Linked DNA regions of Sus scrofa: region 2 is linked to region 1. A link is a contact called in public HiChIP or PLAC-seq data. All regions are on one chromosome and are shown on one strand. Each heading gives the region's core, a stretch centred on a gene start, on an enhancer-like site or on the middle of the called end of the contact. The rest is flanking DNA. Distances are from core to core; before and after follow the strand shown.

Region 1 (7,441 bases), core at 3,072-5,571:
ACGCAAATGAGATACGCTGAGATGTAGGTCTGGATGGGACAAAATCATATGCAGAAAATTCAAAGTGCATGCTGCCATTGAAAATATGTTTCATTTGGGAAATTTTCATATACATGTAGTTCATTTTTACAATTAGAAGACACTTTATTTGTCAAGAGAAAGTGAATTCAGACAAAACTACAGTGAAAGGCCATAATTTCAAAAAGAAAGAATATATACCTTGACATGTGAACATTTTAAATAGTTGATGATACTCATTGGAATCACTGGCCTATTATCCACCCCATCCCCTCATTTCTTCCCAGGACAGTGGAGGTGAGGAGCTTGGAGGAAAACTGGGAGGGAAGGACCAGTTTCCCTGAGCTATCCACTGGCTTTAATGAACAGGAAAATGTCAAGCTTTCCTTCCCTCACCCTTACTCAGATTCCTCAAAGAAAGAAATGCTAAGCTTTATTTTGGGTGGACCTGCTTTGCCCTACACTGTGAGATAAATATGTTTTATATACTTAAAAGTGAGTCCCTCCCTGAGTCAAACTTACACATGTGGTACCCCACAGGGTGCTGGTCTAAATTCTTTCTGAAGTTGAGTTTCCTCACAGTGAATCATTGTCCTTTAGTTTCCAAATAAGGTCCCATAAATGAACGAGGATAGAGTGTGGTCTGTTATACCAACTGATATTTGTGTTCATGCCTGTTCAGTTTTCCAGTTGAAATCTTTTTGAATGCTATCTAAGGACACCTGAGGGACTGTGATGTAGGAGTGAATACTCAGAAGGTGAAAATAAAGTTTGAGGGACATGTCAAAAATTCTGTATAGCAAACACAACGGTGGAACTAAGTGTGTCTGCAGTGTAATGGAGAGTCAGATTTAATCCTTTCCTATCAGTCGTCATTTTGCTGAGCCTTTCCAGGAGACATAATGACAAGGGAATTTTATTAACCATAATTTGGAATGCCCTGATCTTCATGCTAACTACAGTTATCTTTTGTTACTTACTGGCCTTGACCTATAGATGGACTGCATCCGTGGCTACCAAAACCAGCTGGTTCCTCTCCAAAGCCTAATGCAGGCCTGAGTCCTATGCACGGTTTAATTCATATTCCACTCAACATGCCCGTTTTATATCCAGTGGAAATTGCTCATTTAATTGCACTGTAAGTTTTATGGGGTATGCCCCAGGCTGCGTTCTTTATGCTAGGCATTTCAGTATTTATGGGCAGAGCTATACCCAAAACTTCAAACATAAAGTAAAACCAGCAAAATATGCTCTCCTCTGGTTCCATAAATACTTTTCACCAGTTTCATTATTTTTTCCAATGAAATTAAATGAGTATGTTAACCCTGTAACATAGACTGTTGCTTGCTATCTCCAGAGCTGCTTTAGTACTTCATATTCAGATCTGATACAGCTTTGCTTTTCTGCTAAAGAATGAGACTTCAAAAGAGCAAGCATGGTCCATTCTGTATATGGACTAGCTCTCCAGTAACCAAAAAAAGACTTCCTCTGTCAATGGTCTATAGAATTCTTATCCCTGTGACTAACTTGATTTTTTTTTTAATAAACTATGCCTGCTTCTAGGTGACAGCCACACATAGTAAATAAATACTATTCTCTAACACATGCATTAGATGTGTTGGAGAACAGGGCTGGCTTAAAGAAATAAATATCTTATGTCAGATTTCTGCCATAGATGGTTTCTGTGTTTGAGGGCAGAGAAGGACAGAGATATGATTTTTACCGCAGCAGATCAGAATACATTCCTAAACTACTCAAATGCTAATGCAGTTCTACTGTGTTTTACTAAACCTATGATTGTTTTTAATCTACTATTATCTCATGACACAAAATATATGAAAGCATGTTTCCAGAGAATTCCAGAGTTTTACACAAACACTTCTGGATAAAGGCCATCAGTGGTTTTTTAGAGCAGTTTCAGTGAAATGGTGCAAACAGAAGCCTCCCTCATGGGAGGTTTAGAAAAGCTGAGCAGGGAGAAAATAAATACGATAGTTATAAATGACCCATTTGTCTATGTATTTGGAAGACGATTATGAAATTGAAGGGGATAAGAACACTTCTAGAGCCACTGGGAAAGATGATAGACCTCCAGGGCAAAGGTTTGAATATGGGAATAAGGCAGACTTAAGCAAGAATAGAGTTGTGTTTAATATATATATATATATATAATTAAATATATATATAATAAATACATACAAATATATATATACATGGAACATTTTCTAGATTTAGAAGGCGCTAGAGATGACAATGTAAACTATAGGGAATGCTTCAAGATTTGTCTTCAATGTACTAGAGTTTAATGATTCAGGGATGACTGTAAACAAGATTGGGGCAGGAAAGGGGGTTCTTCCAGAAAAACCCTAGAGAGCAAATGACCCCTGCAAATCCTGCAAAGTATAAGGGAGACACTCAGCAACAGTCTCTCTTATGTGACTTGGTTTAAACCTACTGGTCACAACAGCTATATGTTCATTGTTTCTTGGAAAGACCAGAACTAATGAAAAATCAATCAAGATGATCAGTTCCAACTTGTGGGAGTTCTTTCCCCACTGTGTCTGACCTGAAGCTGACAGCAGGAATTCGTGCTGCCATCTTTAAAGGTGCACACTACAAATGACCCAGTTTGCAAAACAGTCACTGAAGAGACATGGTTAAAGTGGTCACAGCAGAACTACATCATGCTGCAGAAAGAGGCTGTTCTTTTCACAGTGTAGTCAGTTCAAAGCAAAATAACAAATTCTTTCATTTGTTTTAGTTTCACATCTCAGTTTTTTTGGTCACCATTCCTTGTCAAAAATGTTTCTTAAGCATTTTTGGTGAGCACCATACCTAGGCCAGCAAAGAGCCTGACTCACAAAGTATTGATAATCCAAAATGTGGAGAGAAGAAAGGCAAACCACTGGCTGTACCACAATTTTTGTACCAAATGAACTATCAAACTGCAATTTAAAGGGAGACCTGAGGCAGACAGTGATACAATGTCCTGCTCTCCTTTCATTCTTTCTTTGACCTCTGCTTCTTTTCCTGCTTCCTTACTTTGTTTACATAGTGAGAAATCTATTATCCTCTGCTGAGTTTCAAGCATGCCTGGGCATGTTTGTCAAACTGACCTTGCAGTTTGACAAATGGGCCTGATGGGCCTCTGACTATGGACCCAGACTGGGTCTGCTACTTAAATTCAAACACATCCACACAAGTCTGGCAAATTAGTAGGGGGAGATCGGGGTATGTGTAACATTCAGAAAACCTCCCAACAAAAGAACTCATTCTCAGGGAAGAAAAAGAGCCTTATACAATGAGGACTGGTTTATTTTCCCTTCCCAAAATAATAATTTTTTTAATTGAGGTAAAATTGACATCCATTATATTAGTTTCAGGTGTAGAACATAATGATTCGATCTTTGCAAATGTTGGAAAATGATCACCACACTCTATTAACATCCATCACTGTACATAAAGAACTTCTTTCTTTCTTTTTTTTTTTTTTTTCATTATCTTTTTAGGGCCTCGTGTGCAGCATATGCAAGTTCCCAGGCTAGGGGTTTAATCAGAGCTGCAGCTGCTGGCCTATACCACAGCCACAGCAATTCAGGATCCATCCAAGCCACATCTGTGACCTACATCACAGCTCATAGCAACTCCAGATCCTTAACCCACTGAGCAAGGCCAGGGTTTGACCTCGAATTCTCATTGGATACTAGTGGGGGACGTTACCACTGAGCCACATCAGGAACTCCCAAGTTATTTATTTTTTAACTGGAAGTTTGTACCTTTTGACCCCATTCACCTGTTTTACCCCACCCCTGGCATCCACCAATAATGTTAATTTTTCCTGTATGGGTCAAATTTTAGTATATGTCTTGCTGAGGTTTGCACTCACAATAACTGTTTTTCAGTCCTGGGATACTGGGACACAGGGTTAGAATCTGTGTACTTAATGGAATCATCGCTATTAGAGGATTACAGGCCTGAAGAAACAGGCCTGAAGGGTGCCCTGCATCAGAGCCTGGCTGAAGGAGAGGAGGGGCAGGTAATTGCAGTTCAAAAGCAGACAGCCATTCATGGCGGCCCTTACTGTAATGATATTCATGCTTAAGCCAAGGGGCCCAAAAGTACCCAACTCCTGCTCAGCCCAGACATCTCTCCTCACCACAGGTCCTGAAGAAGATATTTAGAAGCAATGAAATATGAGAAATCAAAGGCCTGGTGCCTAAAATCCCCATGCAGAGCTCCCGGATTAACAGGCCAAGAACATGTTTTAGGCATATACCAAAATGAGCTCTCTCCCTCCCCTTATGCCCAATTTGCATCTTGGCATCGTCCCTCCCTTAAGCCAGCTAGCCTCATGGGATAAGAAACCAAAGTAAAAATAGCCCAAATAGTGACCTGAAATCTGACCTAACAAAGCCTGAGAAAGAAGCAGCAACTGGGGTGGGTGGGCTCGGAGAATTTAGGGAAAGTGGTTTAATCACCAACACTTGATGATAACGTGATTGACCATATTAGTTCTCAAAAGTGAAATTTTAGGGAGTCACTTCAGCAAACAGGAGAAGGAAAAAAAACTAGGGAGCCCAAAACATTGTGGATTAAATCAATACGGTATTTCAATACCATAACCCAAAAGGAACAAAAATGTTAACAACGATTTAAATATTAACATTGCTCCCTGGCCCATAATACGTAAAGGAGTGGCATTTTTCTGGAACACATCCATTTTTGTAATTACTTAACTGACTAATCCAACAGAGCTATATTTACTAAACTCTAAGCTCACGACCAAGGGTTTTTCTTTTTGATACATCTTAAAACATCTCAAAGTACTTTAAACTGTCATTGTATGAGGATTTATTAGAAAGCTAATGGTATGTAACATAACTGCTATGGTTTTAGTAAATAGTAAAATCAATGCAGTCTCTTAAATACCCATGTAAATAATAAAATGATTCATAAGTCTTCAAATTATAATAGTCACTATGTATGTTACTCAGAAAAAAAAAGAAAATTTCCCACTGCAGCATGGTTTTGAAATTTCTTTGTGGTCATGAAACCTTTTTCAAGAGCTCTACCTCACACAGACATTCCCTATAATTTACTCTTTTACGACAAGTAAAAGCGGATCTGCTTCAGAGGTGTGCTAGTAAATATTTAACAAGGAGCACTCCAGGAAAAACTGATTTGGAGGTGTGCTGCTTTCTATGGAGTCAATGCTCCCACCGTGGCCATGACTGAAGGAAGGCACCTCATCTGCTCCTGTGAACAGCCCACCCTGGAGACCCCTGTCCCCCAGCACTCACTCTCCTCTGTATCGATACCCCCAAAGGGCCCAGTTTAAAAAGTCACAGTAAGATAACTTTGTAACAAGGAAACTTTTTGATGGTCATCTCTAAGATTGCTAAATTGCTGCTTATCAATACTTAGAAATCCTGTTTTCCTAGCGTTATCTTATGAGTCAATGATAGAGCTTTGAAAATACACAGTTAGGAATTTAGTAACCACCAATAGACAACTCCCCCTCTCCCTTTAAATAACCTTTCAACCCTGATCTTATGACATTCCCAGTCTATATTTTACACACATTTTGTCTCAAAGTTGGTCTTATATGGAATTCTAAATAGGGCATACAAATTAATTCTTAAAAATTTGCTCTTGGAGTTCCCATTATGGCTCAGCAGAAATGAATCTGACTAGCATCCATGAGGATGCAAGTTTGATCCCTGGCCTTGCTCAAGTGTTGCCGTGAGCTGTGGTGTAGGTCAAAGACAGGGCTTGGGTCTGGTGTTGCTGTGGCTGTGGCATAGGCCAGTGGCTACAGCTCCAATTCGACCCCTAGCCTGGGAACCTCCATATGCCGCCGGTGCATCCCTAAAAAAGGCCAAAAAAATTTTTTCTTGGCTCTTAAAATTATAAAAATCAGAGTACACAGACATCTGAGACCCACTACCCCCCCCCACCTTCCTTATCTCTTTCTCTAAAATTCTCTCTCATCTCCCTCTAAACCCTTCCATCTCCTTCACTATCTCTTGGAAAGTTATAATATGTTTGGAGCCCGTCAGCCTGGTTGAATGAGGAATTTGTATGAGAATCCAGAGCCCATTCAATCCTTTACTTTACCCAGCCTTAGAGTGAAGGACACAGGCCTTTTGATTTGGGTAGGCTAGAGAGAAGGCCAAAAGCAAATTACCCTCCTTCTAGAGTTTCTGTCTCAGACAGCCCAGCAAGTCACAACAGTCAGCTATAGTCACTTGACAGACAAATGCCAAGTTAGAAAATGCTGCCAGGGAGCATGACAGTCACCCATGGATAAAGGGTCAAGGAGGAAATGATCAGGAATCCCCTTTTACATTTCTTAGCAATACCTGAATTTTCTCCCCTCCTTTCATGTTTGCTTCCTTGTTAGCAAATAACCATTTCATTTTTTTTTTTTTTTTTCTTTTCAGGGCTCTAAATTGTCTTCATCTTCTTTTTTTTTTTTTTTTTTTTTTTTTCTTTTGTCTTTTTAGGGCCTCACTCACGGCATATGGAAGTTGCCAGGCTAGGGGTCGAATTGGAGCTACTACAGCTGCCTGCCTACACCACAGCCTCAACAACATGGGATCCAAGCCGCATCTGTGACCTACACCATGGCTCAAGGCAATGCCAGATTCTTAACCCACTGAGCGAGGCCAGGGATCAAACCTGAATCTTTATGGATGCTAGTCAGATTCGTTTCTGCTGCACCACAATGGGAACTCCCTCTTCTCCTTCTCCTCTCTCTCCTTCTTCTTCCCCTTCTCCTTCCTCTTGTTTTCCTTCTTCTTCCTCTTCTTCCTTTTCTTTTTTAAATATTGCTCTAGGAATCTATCAGGGGACAAGAAATCAACATCTATCTCCTCATACATACTAGGACTCCACAGTGAAATACTTACAGCTCTTTCCTCAGGCAGATCAAGTTAACCAAACAAAAGAAGGGGGTAGGCCAAGTTCCCAGAGTAAAGTACAGACAGGAGCCCTAGAAGGCCATCCTTCCCAGACTGCAGCCTGGTTGAGAGGCTGAGCCAGCTCAGTATTCCACATATGTGTAAGGAGCCCCTACTATGTGCTAGGCACTTGCTAGCTGCAGAAGCTCTGGAAATCAGTTCTACCATCCAAGAGGCCCAGCTTGCCCTCGTTTATGGTTTTAGTTGTTTTTTTGTGAGAGCAGACAGCTAGGTAATCTGTCCTCATTCCCCGCAATATTTAAATACCTTGCATACACCCCTCAGGGACTTATCTAAGAATCTGAGCTTAAGTCCACTGGAATGATAGTGCCCTCTGCCCCAGAGGGAATGAGGACAGGAATGTGGGGGAGGAGGAAGATATGTCCTCTGGATCAAGGCAGGCATTGAGCTTGGGAGAGGAGCTCATGAAGAGCTGAAGGCCTTCAAGAAAAACCGTTAAG
Region 2 (7,441 bases), core at 2,717-5,216, 77 kb after region 1:
ACTGTGCACTTTCTCTGTGCTCCACCCTCTTCCAAGCACTCGTGGCCAGGGGCCAGGAGCTCACTTATATGCACCACAATCTGCAAGCAAGGTGGTGCCGCCATCCTCCCCCCTTTGGAGCAAGGAAACTGAAGCATGGAGAGGCGAAGGCACTTTGCCCCCAGACTCCCCTCTAATTAACAGTGACTGCGATTGCACTCCACCCCTGGTTTTCATGACCCAAGCACTCAGATAACAGAGGCTGGAAAGTACTCAGAACAGCCGGGGCCTCGTGAAGGAGGCTGCACAGTGCTGTGCCTGCGGGGCTCTGCTGCTAACTCGCTGGAGAGTTGCTCTGGGCTGTCAGGGAAAACAGACTCGCTACCTGTCCTCACAGAATTGTTTCTCACTTGGGAGAAAAGTATGTGAATGCCCCTCTAAAAATACACAGGACAAGCCAGGGGTGAGGTATTAAGGCTATTAATAGATTCAACTGCTGTTGCAGATGTCAAATGAACATGAGAAGCATCTAATTTGGAGGCTTCTGGGTCTAAGCACTATACAAAATGTGGAAGGTGAGCTCCTACTTTATTTATGGATCAGCCACTGCATGGCAACCACAAGGGCAGCAGGTGTAAAAAGTTTTCAGTGTTATCCTCTTCCTCACAGCACTTGTTTAAGGTCTGTCCCTTCACCATTTTACATCCTCCCCCCCCTTTTTTAATTTTATAATGATTTTTATTTTTTCCATTATAGCTGGGTTACAGTGTTCTGTCAATTTTCTGCTGTACAGCAAGGTGACCAGTCACACATACATGTAGAGATTCTTTTTTCTCACTTTATCATGCTCCGTGTACATCCAGACAAAACATTTCACCTTTTTAAAGGCCAGAGTCACTTAGGGGTAGTTATTCCAAAGGAAATAGTTGAGTCTTCAGAGACTTAAAGATGGGTTGGGAAGAGGATGAGGCCACAGGGGTCAGCTCCGTTCATGTGTGGGTTTAACCCTCCACAACCCAAATTCTCCACCTCCCAAATTCTTTCTGTTTGGGATTCTGGGCCTAAAAACAGAGCAGTGTCCACTGGCAGACTGTACAGAGTTAAGAAATTCTGCTACAAGCTGCAAACTGGAGTTCTGCACTTGCCATCTGCCTCTACCTGGATTTAATCACGAGCCACTGCAGCTGCTGACCCACAGCACCCCCTGAGCGGAGCTCAGGGTGGAAATCAGGAATGAAGCGCTCTGCTCTGGGGAAACTGGAAGAACAGGTCTTCAGATAGTCAGATATCATTAGAAGATTTTATGTGCCCGATTCTTGCATCTGCTCCTACCTAGAAAAACACTGAAATCCCTCATAGTGATGGCTGCTCCTTGTGACTAGGAGTACCTTCTCGAGACCAGCAACAAACTTCTGTGAAATGTGTGCACCTCTCCCCTCACCTGATCACACATACCCTGATACGCCCCCTTTCCTGTTAAGGGCAGTATTTCAAGACCATCTAAAATACCTGGGCTGTAGTTAAGTGGACCAAACTAAGGATGCCACAGTCATGAGAATGCAGCCATCTCTAGCAGCCACCTCCAAGGGGGAGCCAGTGAGCCCCGAAGGCTGTGAAAACTCAGGATACAGAATGATTTCAGACCTCTTTTGCTCCTGCTCCCTGCCCTTTGTTGCAAAAACTCCTCTATATCCTATATCCTTTGTCTCCTGGCAGCGGTTTCTGGGGGCTACCTGGGATGCTGTCTCCTTATTTTGCCCCAAATAAAATTTAGCCCTCGGAGTTCCTGTCATGGCACAGGGGAAATGAATCCAAGTAGGAACCATGAAGTTGCGGCTTTGATCCCTGGCCTCCCTCAGTTGCCCGTTGCCGTGAGCTGTGGTGTAGGTTGCAGACGAGGTTCGGATCCTGTGGGGCTGTGGCTGTGGCCGGCAGATGTAGCTCTGACTGAACCCCTAGCCTGGGAACCTCCATATGCCACAGATTTGGCCCTAAAAAAAAAAAAAACTTAACTCTCAGCTTTCAGGATGTGCAATTAAGTCGACAAAGCAAAGGTGTCTGGGATGGAGTTCAAAAGATGGTTCATCCATCTGACTAAGCTGGAAGCTGAGGATCCTGTGGACATACTGGAGGGGTCTCCCCACAGAAGAGACCGGGCAGCGTGCGGCCCTCTGCTGTCCTAGGGCACATGTGGGGCCTGGTGGTGGATTGGTTTTATGTCTCAGGAGACTTCAGTCTCCACAGCAATCTGGCCCCGACATGAAGCCAGGACATGTTACAGGAGAATGAGAAGCTTACAGCAAAGAGTGCAAAGGGCATGGATTACACATTGCACAGGATTCAAAGGGGGATTTTTAGAGTGGGCCAAGGAAAGCTCAGATCCCACATCCCAAGCTTCCCTGACAATCACCACAGCCACCAGGTTTGCTGAATGTATAGCGTATGCTGGATCTTGTGCTCAGTTCTCTTTTACTTAATTCTAAGAACATGTGACCCAGATAATTAGCCACATCCCATGATGACAGGACTGAAGCATTCCCATCGTATATTTATCAACCTCTCTGGGCCTCGGCTCTCAGCCTGTAAGTCAGGGACAAGGCTCATTGCCTCACAGGGCAGAGTAAGAAGTGCACACGACAAAAATCAAGTATGTAAAGCACTCAGAACCTGGTTGGCATTGGGAAGAGCCCGAGTGACTGCACCTGCCACCACCAACGTTGCGAGATGCCTACCTCTATTCGCTCAGGGCGCACAAGCAAAGCCCGTGGGAGAAAAAAAGAGAGGATATTGTCTGTTTTTTGGGGGGGGGTAAATAGTGCTAATCACTGGGACTGGAAGGCAAGGATGAAATAGGTCCAGCTGGATGAAGGCAGTGAGAGGAAATGGATCTTAGAGGAGGGCAGGAAAAGAAACTCCCCCTGTGCCACCATAGAGAAGAAAACAGTCCATCCTAAAAGAGAAAGAGCTGTTTCTGGCTCCTTCCTCTCATCAATGGAGTGAAGACACTGGCAATGAGTTTGTTAAAACACAGGAATGGCAGGGCGCCCACGCTTGAGCACAGATGGGTTCAGGAGAAGACCATCGGAAGGAGAAAAATCCACTCCCTCGTTTGTTTGTTTGTTTGTTCATGCATGCATGCATGCTGCACCCACAGCACGTGGAAGTTCCCGGGCCAGGGATTGAAGCCGAGCCACAGCAGCAACTTGAGCCACTGCAATGACAACACCAGATCCTTAACCTGCTGTGCCACAAGAGAAATTCCTACTCCCTCCTTTAAAAGGAGGCTTAAAATTTTTCCTCTTAAATGGCTAACAGAGGTGGTACTGATCAGATTGACAATGAACAGATTCTCACTACTGTGCTGATGCCAAGGCAATTGAGTCACACCACAGCCATAGCCCCTCACCATCTCTTTGCCCCAACCTGCCCACCTTCTGGTGCACAGACCATAATAACTTCCTGTCCACACCCAGCTCCTATGTCTTGCCCTTTCCAAGACCTTCTCTGGTTTCCAGATGCCTTTTATGAATGTGAAACCCCATGCGTGGGCACCAAAAGCCCTCTTCAGCCAGCCCCAGGTTCACCCTTCCAACCCTTGCAACCCTACGCGCTGCCCCAGGCCAGCTCATGCCTGCCCGCTTCCTCGGGCTTCCAACTGAAGTTTAAGCCAAAAGGAATCCTACTTCCAAAAAAGTCTAGATAATCTGCTACCTCCTTGAGATGTCCTCTCTGAGCAGCCCAGTTGGAAGAGACATTTTTCTCCTCTGTGCTGTCATATATCACAGTGAACCTAACTTGTATAAACACCAAGTTCCTAGAGGGCAGTAACAAACTCACACTCACATCTGCTGAGCAACTACTATTAAATAAACACTAGGCGTGGTGCCAGCCACCAGTTACAAAAATGACTGAAATACAATCCCTGCCCGAGAGGAAGTCCTACATTAAGCAGAAGAGATAGAGGTGTCATTTATAACTCATTATGATATGAAGCATGCCCTATAACCCAGGTGTACAAAGAACAAAGGGACTGATTGATTAGGAGGAAGGGAAATTGAGAAGCAAATGTCCTTCAAGGAGGACAATATTTTTGCTATGTTATCTTGAAGGATTGAAACGACTTTACGGCCTGAAATTCCTCAGGGCGTGTTAATACCTAATAAATGTTTGCGGAATGAGTAAGTTACAGATACTGAGTATTTTCACTGTGTATCTAAGGTGTCTAGGGTTGAAGGATTCTAATTAAATCCTTAATTAGAATAAGTTACAGGAGTTCCTGTCGTGGCGCAGTGGTTGACGAATCCAACTAGGAACCATGAGGTTGCGGGTTTGGTCTCTGCGCTTGCTCAGTGGGTTAACGATCCGGTGTTGCCGTGAGCTGTGGTGTAGGTTGCAGACGCAGCTCGGATCCGGCTTGCTGTGGCCCCAGCGTAGGCTTGGCAGCTACAGCTCCGATTCGACCCCTAGCCTGGGAACCTCCATATGCCGTGGGAGCGGCCCAAAGAAATAGCAAAAAAAAGACAAAAAACAAAACAAAACAGAATAAGTTACAGATACTGCGTATTTTCACTGTGTAGCTAAGGTGTCTAGGGTTGAAGGATTCTAATTAAACCCTAGCGTAAATAACAAAGGTATAACGTTTAATATCATGTATGACCCCACTACTAGTCATAGAAAATTACTTAACTTCATTCATGATAACAACACTTCAAATTATTCTTTGGGTAATCTACTAAAAACAAAATATAATACCTTAAGAACTATAAAGGCATGCTCCTTCGAGTTAATAATAAAACTTTTTGAGTGTTTGAGAGAACTTTTGAGAGAACAAATGTAGTATTTTCAAATAGCCATTAAGGAATTTGGTAACCTGGATGATATGCTGATTAGTCAATAGTCAATTAGTCAATATAAATGTTGATTAAATGTACTTTCTTAAAGGATACTAGCTATTCCCCTCTGGTTGATGGTCAGAAAAAAAGACAAAAAAAAGTGGGTAACCTCACTTCCCCCCATTCTAGACTTTGTTTCTAAAGCCTCAGTCTATCACCACAATATCTCAACCTCTCCAGGTATTCTATAGCTTTCCCTTACTATCCAGACTTCTTCCAAAAAGTACCCTGTAAAAAACGGGCAGTCAAGACCTAGGGAGACAGGGCAAATGACTTTTAACTTAACCTTGAAAATTTAAAAAGTGGTTAGCTTATCTTTTTAGGACCAGTTCCTTGCAGCTCTAGGCTGCAGAAATGGTCACTATCAGCAGTAACAGTCACTGGATCGAATACAAATGCTCTGTGTTCAAGGAACTGGACGAGACATGCTACCTGAGGAAGTGAAATGTACCTGGTCCCTCTGGTTTCTAGAGCTTTCATCACTTCGTGTGTTCTCTCTCCCACCACCCTCTCTAGTTTAGAATAAGAGGTGTGAACACGCTGCCATCGGAGGAGATGGTGGGCCTCCCTGCAAAGAACAAGGAATTCATAGCCTGAGGTTTCCTGAGAACAAACAGGAATATCCAGAACAAACAGGGACAGCTTCAGATTGTCCCCAGAAGTCATTGTATCACAGTGGTTCTACTGGGACTGGGAGGACCACCTAGAAGCAATTGGAATTGTGTGAGGGTGGGGGCAGGGGGAAGGGTCCTTTCTGATCGTCACAATGATGTTAAATATCCTGTAATGTGGGACAGTCCCCCACTCAAGAGAGAAGTCCAGGCCGTTTGCTAGCAGCACCCTCTTTGATGAACACTGAGTGAGCTCCCTGAGGTAGAGACATAGTCTTCATGAATCTTTGTAAAGGAGTCTCTCATTTGTCAGCATCTAACAAACACCTCCAGTCACTAAATAAGGAAGGAAAGAAAGGGAAGGAAGGAGGAGGAAAACAGGGAAGGGAGACCCGTGATTAGGGACTTTCTAAATCCCCGTCCTGCCATGGAGAGCAGCATGGCCTTGGACAGTCACTTTACCTCTTTGAATAGGTTTCTGCATCTGTAAAAAGAGGGTAACAGCCGCCATCACCAAAGATTGTCAAGATCAAGTGAGAACATGTCCAGGACCTACTACAGTACCAGCAGCTGTTCAGTAAATGTTAGTTTTTCCCCTTTGCTTGCCCATGAAATTGCCAGTTGTCTGTATTCTGATGTAACATCCAAAGGCTGGTTCTCTTTAAAACTTTGCAAGTGAGTTGGTAACAGAAAGGAAATGAAAGACTAATTAATTGTCCCCTCTGTCTCCATGATTATCTCTGCCAGCACACACCCTGACATTGACGCTTGACAGCACAACCATGCTGTAATCAAGTGAACTTTGAAAACCTGCAGCAGCGGGCAAGAGCCGTGAACTCAGGAGCCCCAGGCTTCCTAGAGTCCTGCAGGAACAGCTACTCCTCTCTGGGGAGAAAAGGCTTTATTCATCAACATCAACAGAAGAGACACGAAGTTCCCCCAGCTCTTCCTGAGATGCTTTCCCTCCTTTCTGACACCGCCCCACCCCCCACCCCAAGTTCAAGACCCAGAGGCCCAAGTCCTTTGGCAACATCAGAAACTTCCATAGATAATCAATCTGGCCCTGGCACCTCAGGGGACCTCATCATGGGGTGGGTACACAGAACCTCCCAACAATGGGACTGCTTATCTAATCTGGGCACTCCCCTGAAGGAGCCTCCATCTGCACTCCGGAGAGGAATTCCTAAGATTTCCTTATTACTGAATTACTCTGCAGTCAATACATGTGGGCTGCACTAACGAGAAGGAATATACAGCATAAAATGTTCCACGGACATAAGAATATAGTTGACCTCCGCTGTATGGGATTCCCATGCAACCCCCCACCCCCCACAGGTGTGACAAGTGCCCCACAGGCCAAGCACCAGGTCTGGTCTAAGGTTCCTGAAAAGAAGATGGTTTAAAGATAAGTACAAGGACTTTGATGGCAAAGAATGTTCCAGTCCTGGCTCTAGCTCTTACCAGCTATGTGACTGCTTTGGTCATTTGCCGGTGACCTCCAGATCCCTTCCCCATACTGCTCCTGCTCTGTCCCTGCTCCCATTCCACCAAGAGTCTGGGAGAGGGGGCAGGGACACTGGAGAAACCCTGGAGGGCAGGAGGAAGAGCCCCTCTCTTAGTGGCCCAGCTCCTAACTCGGTGCCAGCCCTGGGAGGGCAGGCCAGAGCTGGAATGCCACCTCCCCACTTCACCCCTCCAAGCCCTAAGGCTGGCAAGTGTCTTCCTGAGGCTGTTACTCTCTAGGTTGTCTGGTTTCTTGGCTGTCCCATCACCCATATAATTAATTTCCTATATAAAACCCTTCTGTTTGAAATATCTCATGTGTTTCCCGGTTCCTAAACCAAACTCTGGATTGCTTCTTAACCTCTCCAAAGAGTTTTCTTGACAGTGACAAAACCTACTTTAACAGGGCTGTTAAGAGAACTAAGCATAATGAGTGTAAACACAGCTCGAGGAAAT

What was found. HiChIP or PLAC-seq counts read pairs in DNA pulled down with a chosen protein or histone mark.
Region 2: an H3K27ac HiChIP or PLAC-seq map of skeletal muscle shows a contact between it and region 1, with 2.8 times the contacts expected there. The contact joins two enhancer-like sites. A contact is called at or near these places in 1 of 5 promoter capture datasets (liver), 9 of 47 Hi-C or Micro-C datasets (embryonic fibroblasts, epiblast stem cells, fetal heart ventricle and 6 more) and 2 of 2 datasets of contacts at active chromatin or transcription factors (alveolar macrophages and skeletal muscle).

What each region holds. Positions count from the first base shown.
Region 1 is chr15:82,916,315-82,923,755 of Sscrofa11.1, forward strand. All of the region lies in intron 2 of LOC110256983 (a long non-coding RNA gene), which reads right to left. Among named protein-coding and RNA genes, the nearest start is that of HNRNPA3, 38 kb to the right of the region's middle. Within about 2 kb of position 4,322, at least 15 of the 83 cell types and tissues checked have an H3K27ac peak or open chromatin away from gene starts, as enhancers often do. A contact at or near this core is called in skeletal muscle, where this site is marked.
Region 2 is chr15:82,993,830-83,001,270 of Sscrofa11.1, forward strand. The region is part of intron 3 of NFE2L2 (nuclear factor erythroid 2-related factor 2); the gene reads right to left. Among named protein-coding and RNA genes, the nearest start is that of HNRNPA3, 39 kb to the left of the region's middle. Within about 2 kb of position 3,967, at least 7 of the 83 cell types and tissues checked have an H3K27ac peak or open chromatin away from gene starts, as enhancers often do. A contact at or near this core is called in skeletal muscle, where this site is marked.